Regions from separate parts of the Sus scrofa genome. Here region 1 is linked to region 2. The links are chromatin contacts, called in public Hi-C maps. All regions are on one chromosome and are shown on one strand. Each heading gives the region's core, a stretch centred on a gene start, on an enhancer-like site or on the middle of the called end of the contact. The rest is flanking DNA. Distances are from core to core; before and after follow the strand shown. Region 1 has its middle 290 kb from the start of GATA6. Region 2 has its middle 100 kb from the start of GATA6.

Region 1 (2,700 bases), core at 100-2,599, 190 kb after region 2:
AAGAACCTAACAAATTAGTCCAGACTCCATTTGGATGGAATTAAGGGCCTGTCTGCAAAAGGGTGAGGGGTATTAATGGACAGGGGTTGGGGGGGGGATGGGAAGAGTAGTGGGAATGCGGACCGTGAGTCTGGGTGACCGGCTCCAGCGTTTTATGAAGACAGAGAGAAGGGCTGGCTGACACTTTACAGATTGGGTGTAACGTTCAGGGAATTTGGCATTTCTGCCACAGGGCTCCGGCCGCCCTGCTAACCGCTTTCCTTCTCCCTGCTGGTAAAAGTGCAGGAGAAAAGGGTTAAATAAATGTTTGTGATATGATAAGGTGCTTGTTTATTCAAGGAATGACAGATTATTGGCTCCAAAGGCAGCCCTGAAAAATAGTACAAAGGAACTGGCTCTCCCCTCGCGATGATGTGATTTCCTTCTAAGATTCTGCTCTTTCCTAGGAACAATTTGCCCTGGGAATGAAGAACGATGCCTTTCCTGCAGTGGGAGATGGACGGTCTTGGTGCAGAGGGTTGGAGCCCCAGAAGCTGGCTGGGAACTGGGATGGCTGGTGCTGGGGAAGCTTCTCTCTGTCCTGGTGCAGGCCCAGCTTCCCCCTGAGCCCAGGAGGGAAAGGATTTACCTGCTCGGGAGGAGGACTTCTTCCTTAGGACATCCAGTGTGCAAGATCTTCCTCCAGACACAGACCGCTGTGTCCATCCCATAGCCATCCTAGCACCCTGCAAATGTGTGACTGCACACACATTCGAATATTTATAGGCAAACACACCCTCCATACGTGAGCTTTCTCCTGTGGGCTCCAGCTATTTCCTAGCTGGTCCCAGAGGAGAATTCAGATCCAGATGCCACAACAATGAGACATTCCCCTAATGTCTGCGCACTTTTCTCGGGGGAGGAAACACCAGCGCCTGCCAACCCCGAAAATCACAGGCAGGCCTGGCCTGGGGCCCTGGAGGCACAGACCCTCCATCCAGTGCTGCCTGAGCTGGGCAGGCCTCACTGTGCCCTGGGCACTGATCATTCTGCCCTGCTTCTAGATGCTGCCCAGAGCCGGTTCCTGCCCACAGAGAAAGCATTCTGCTCCTCGCAGCCTCCCACCAGAACTCCCCCTGCACACACACCCTGTGCCTGGCATGCTACAGAGAGCTTGTTCGCATACTTGCTGAGTAGAAGGGTTAGGACAAGATGTTTGGCATAGTTCTCATTTGAAAAGAACTCGGTGCCAAAGTCAAACACCAGGGGAAAAAAAGTTGTGATTGAACTGCTGTTTTTCCAGGATCCTGGGAACTACTGTGTGAGTCTTACAATAGGCCGCCGCCTTATCAGCCAAGGTGCTTGTCTGTAGGACGTAAGGCACCAGCCTGGGGAACCCACTGCCCTTCGGACACGATGACTAAGGCTGACTGTGGGGCGTTATCACATCTCCACGTTTGGGCTATTTTTATGATTGCGTTCAGTACTAATAGGGCTTGTGGAGTGTACACAGCCATGTGCTCATTCTTGAACTACACAAGATAAGATCCCTGTCCCAGGGAGCTTACTGCCTGACTTTTGCAAAAACCAGATGGCAGAAAATGGTTTCCCTCTGCCCATCAGCAATGATTGAGGGGGTGGAGATGAGAAGGGGTGCAGTCAATTCATAACTCTCCCAGGGTGGGACCTCTGCTTTGGCATTTATCCCATGTGACGTTTTAATCATGGACTGTCTTTCCCCCATCATCTGCTGCTCCATAAGCTGCATCTCCCAGGGACGCTGAGGATTTAAGCTAATTTGAATATCAGCTTAATTAAAGCATCGTTAGATACATAAAGATGCCTCTCGGGAGTTCCCTATGTGGCCCAGCGGTTAACCTGACTAGGATCCATGAGGTTATGGGTTTGATCCCTGGCCTCGCTCAGTGGGTTAGGGGTCCAGCATTGCCGTGAGCTGTAGTATAGGTCCAAGACATGGCTCAGATCCCTGTTGCTGTGGCTGTGGCATAGGCCAGCAGCCGTAGCTCCAATTCAACCCCTAGCGTGGGAACTTCCATATGTCATGGGTGCAGCCCTAAAAAGCAAACAAACAAACAAAAAAACTCAACACATATTACATGCATACACACTCACAAATATATCATGGATTCTGAAATTAGCTGAAATGGTTTTTAGTCTGCAGCAGGGCTATCAGAAAGTATAGATTTGAGCTTCATTGTTAGTCATGCTGTGCTGCTGGATCAGTAAGGACCCACCAGGACACCTTATCAGGTGATTTCTGTCTCCAGGACAACTTCTGTCTCAGTCTGCCCCCAGCTGTGAAAGGCAGCAGAGCAGGGGCAAAGGGCTACCTGGATCCACACACCAGCACCACTGTCCCCAGAAGAACTTCCTTGCCTGTGACCTTGAATTTCAGGATAGTCCCCTAACTCATCAAGGCATTTGCAACTGCTTCAGTTTTCCTGAAGAACAAAAATACATTTTATGTCCACAGGGGAATAGTCTTATGAAGGGTACATGCCCTGGGGCCTCTGCAGATCCCTGTGAGAGGCCTCTAGAATCTTTCCCATTATTGGCAAAGGAGGAAACTCACTCCTCTATGCCAGAGTTTTCAATTTATGTAGTATTGACATTTTGGACCAGAATATTCTTTATGGCAGGGGTTGTCCTATGCATTGTAAGATGTTTAGCAGCAGCCCTGGCCTCTACTCACTGGATGCA
Region 2 (2,700 bases), core at 52-2,551:
TTAATCCCTCTGCCTTTTCCTATCATCATCTTTTGTCACCAGTTGGAGAAAATTCATTGCTTTCATAGGCCCATGTGACTAGGTTAGACCAGCCTGGATTATCTCCCCCTCTTGAGGTCAAGGTGCCATGTAATATAACATGATGTGATCATTCAACACATTCTCAGGTTCTGGGCATTTGGGTGTGGAATCTTGGAGGCTGTTCCTAGAAATCCTGCCACTCCCATACCCCCAACCAGCAGAGTAAAATTAGATGAAATGAACCAGCCAGAGCAGCCTGCAAAGGTGTGCCCCCTTTAGCTCCAGCCATTAGGAAGGAAGCCATGAACCATCTGTGTTCATTTGGTGACACAGTGGAGCCATGCCATTATCACAAGGCTTTTAAGTAGTAAACTTACTTGGTTTAGCAACTTCGAGAACATTTAGTAATTCTTTCAAATTAAAAAAACTAAAAGGTGACCAGCCCAGTGGTGGATTTTCCTTTTTTTTTTGGATTCTTTACATATTTGTTTGTTTTTCTGCTAAGCTCTCAGCTCTCTTTTAAAAACTTGCTCTTGCTAAACGGAAGCTCAGTATAAGTAACACTGTGAAAAGTTAATTATTTTCAGCTAAACACTATGGAACCAAGCAATAAAATTCAGGAAAGTGGCCTATTTAAAAACCCATGGCCTTGTCTAAACCTCTGAGTGTCAATAAATAGCTTCCCAAGCAGGTGGAACACTTTGCTTGGCTATGGACAGAGGCCTGGTGTCCTTCAGGGGACAGAGGCCTGGTGTCCTTCAGGGGACCTGGATACCTGGGCTCTGCAGTCACATTCTATTAATGCCTCATTAGACCAGCTATTCAAGCCCTTGTCTTTACATGTTATGTGTTTGGTGAGGGGAGAGACAGATGCCAGTTTCCCAAGACGGAAAAAAAAAAAGCAACTGGAAAAAAGGAAATGGCAGATCGTCAATGAGATAGCTTTTGTTTCAATTTTCCCTCCTTTGTTTTCTTTTTAAGCCCTCTGTGAATTACCGTACTTTCCCTTTTGGTATTTTGGGCCATAGATCTCTGCGTTAACCTGAACTCCATTTTTTTTTTTTTTCTCTTTTCCCTAATTGTCATCTGGAAAATACCCTCACACCTGACTGCCTCATTCTAATGGGACTCAGCGTCCAATTCCAGATTGATTTACCGAGGGACAGTGGCGTGGTCCCATGGCTCGAGTCCCAGACTGGAAGCCAGGAAAGCTGGGCCCCTTTCCCAGGCCGGTTCCCCACGCCTGGGCAGTGCCTCGGGGTCCCTGCTAAGCTGCACTGGGCCTGCGCGAGCGCGGGTGCTCACAGGAGATAAGCAAAGGGCGGCCATTGTGGGCGTGCGGTTCCCGGCTCTGCTGCGAACTGGCCACGTGACCTTGGGCTCAATCAGGATTCCTATCTCTCAGCCTCAGTTTGCTCTTTCGTAAACTGGGGAAGAGGATATTTACCTTCTCGTGTGAGGAGCCCGAAGATGACGAATATCATCTGGACTGTGCCTTTCGGTCTTGGCGGGGCTCAGGGCAGGCAGGATGTGGCCAGTGGCCCTCTAGGACAAGGCGGGGACCCCAGCTGCAGCTCCGGGGAGGGGGGCGGGGGGTGCTCCTGACACCGGCGGGCCTGTGGAGCAGAGTGGCCGCCAGAGCAGAGGGCAGGGGAACCACAGGCGGGGGCAGGTGGGCAGGCCCGGCGACTCAGGTGAAGACACCCATGTATAGGGCTGCCACCTGGGGGGTCTCCAGGGGGAATGCGCGTCCTCACTTTAGCGCCCTGTCCTGGTACTTTCCCAGATGTTTTCTATGTATTTTTTTTTCTAGCACGGATGGCTGTGATTTAAAAAAAAATACATGGTGAGATAAAAGAGCTGTGGACTTGGATTCAGATGAATGGGATCCTAGATTTGAGTTTTGCTTTTTCCGATTCCGTGACCTTGGCTAATTGCCTGAGCTCCTGCTGCCTCAGTTTCCTCATCTGTAAGATGCGCACAGTGATATCGGCCCTGCTGACGTCCCTGGTTTTGCTGTGAGAAGCATGTACATAAACCACAGTACACGGGTGTATTTTGTAGGCTTTAGCGGGTGTGCTCTCATGATATGGCTTCTGTTTTCTCATAGGACGTTTTAAGGACAGCTAAACGAAAGTGGCAGTTGGGTGTAGACATTGGAAGAAGACCTTGGCGTGTTCCCTGTCCTCTGAGGGAACAAGGTCAGATGAAAGAGCAGCTGAGAATGAAGAGGGTGTTACGAGGGGCCCGCCCCTTCCTTGATTTCTCCTACTAATGGACATCTATGTTTCCACTCAGAATTCCCATTCATTTGTCAGGTACAAGGCCAGATACCAAAATAGCACTTGTGTAGAGCTGGAACTATTAGGGCTCAATTGTTTCTGGGCTTTACTTCTTTCTCTCAACCCCACCTCCCTCAGAGTGTCTGCAGACGTGTCAAGGATGTAGTACAGGCCGGCTGATGGTGCTCAGAGACGGTCCAAACATTACACACGGAGACAGGAATTTCAGAGATGTTCCAGGGCACGGGTGCAAGCCTCACTCTCCTGGCAAGCTGATCGCCCTGTGCCAACATCCATGGGGGCTAAAGCCCTACGTGCTGCAGAAAAAGGAGGCCAGTTCGACAGATGTTCGACTTTACATGAAGGATTTCGTAGACATTTCTCTACTCGTGATGGA

Evidence for each region. A called contact is a pair of places that touch in the nucleus more often than the background predicts.
Region 1: a contact with region 2 is called in a Hi-C map of fetal heart ventricle, with 7 times the contacts expected there. The contact joins two enhancer-like sites. A contact is called at or near these places in 2 of 47 Hi-C or Micro-C datasets (fetal heart ventricle and heart right ventricle).

Annotation. Positions count from the first base shown.
Region 1 is chr6:107,575,697-107,578,396 of Sscrofa11.1, forward strand. No RefSeq gene overlaps it. Among named protein-coding and RNA genes, the nearest start is that of GATA6, 290 kb to the left of the region's middle. Within about 2 kb of position 1,350, at least 21 of the 83 cell types and tissues checked have an H3K27ac peak or open chromatin away from gene starts, as enhancers often do.
Region 2 is chr6:107,385,545-107,388,244 of Sscrofa11.1, forward strand. No RefSeq gene overlaps it. Among named protein-coding and RNA genes, the nearest start is that of GATA6, 100 kb to the left of the region's middle. Within about 2 kb of position 1,302, at least 7 of the 83 cell types and tissues checked have an H3K27ac peak or open chromatin away from gene starts, as enhancers often do.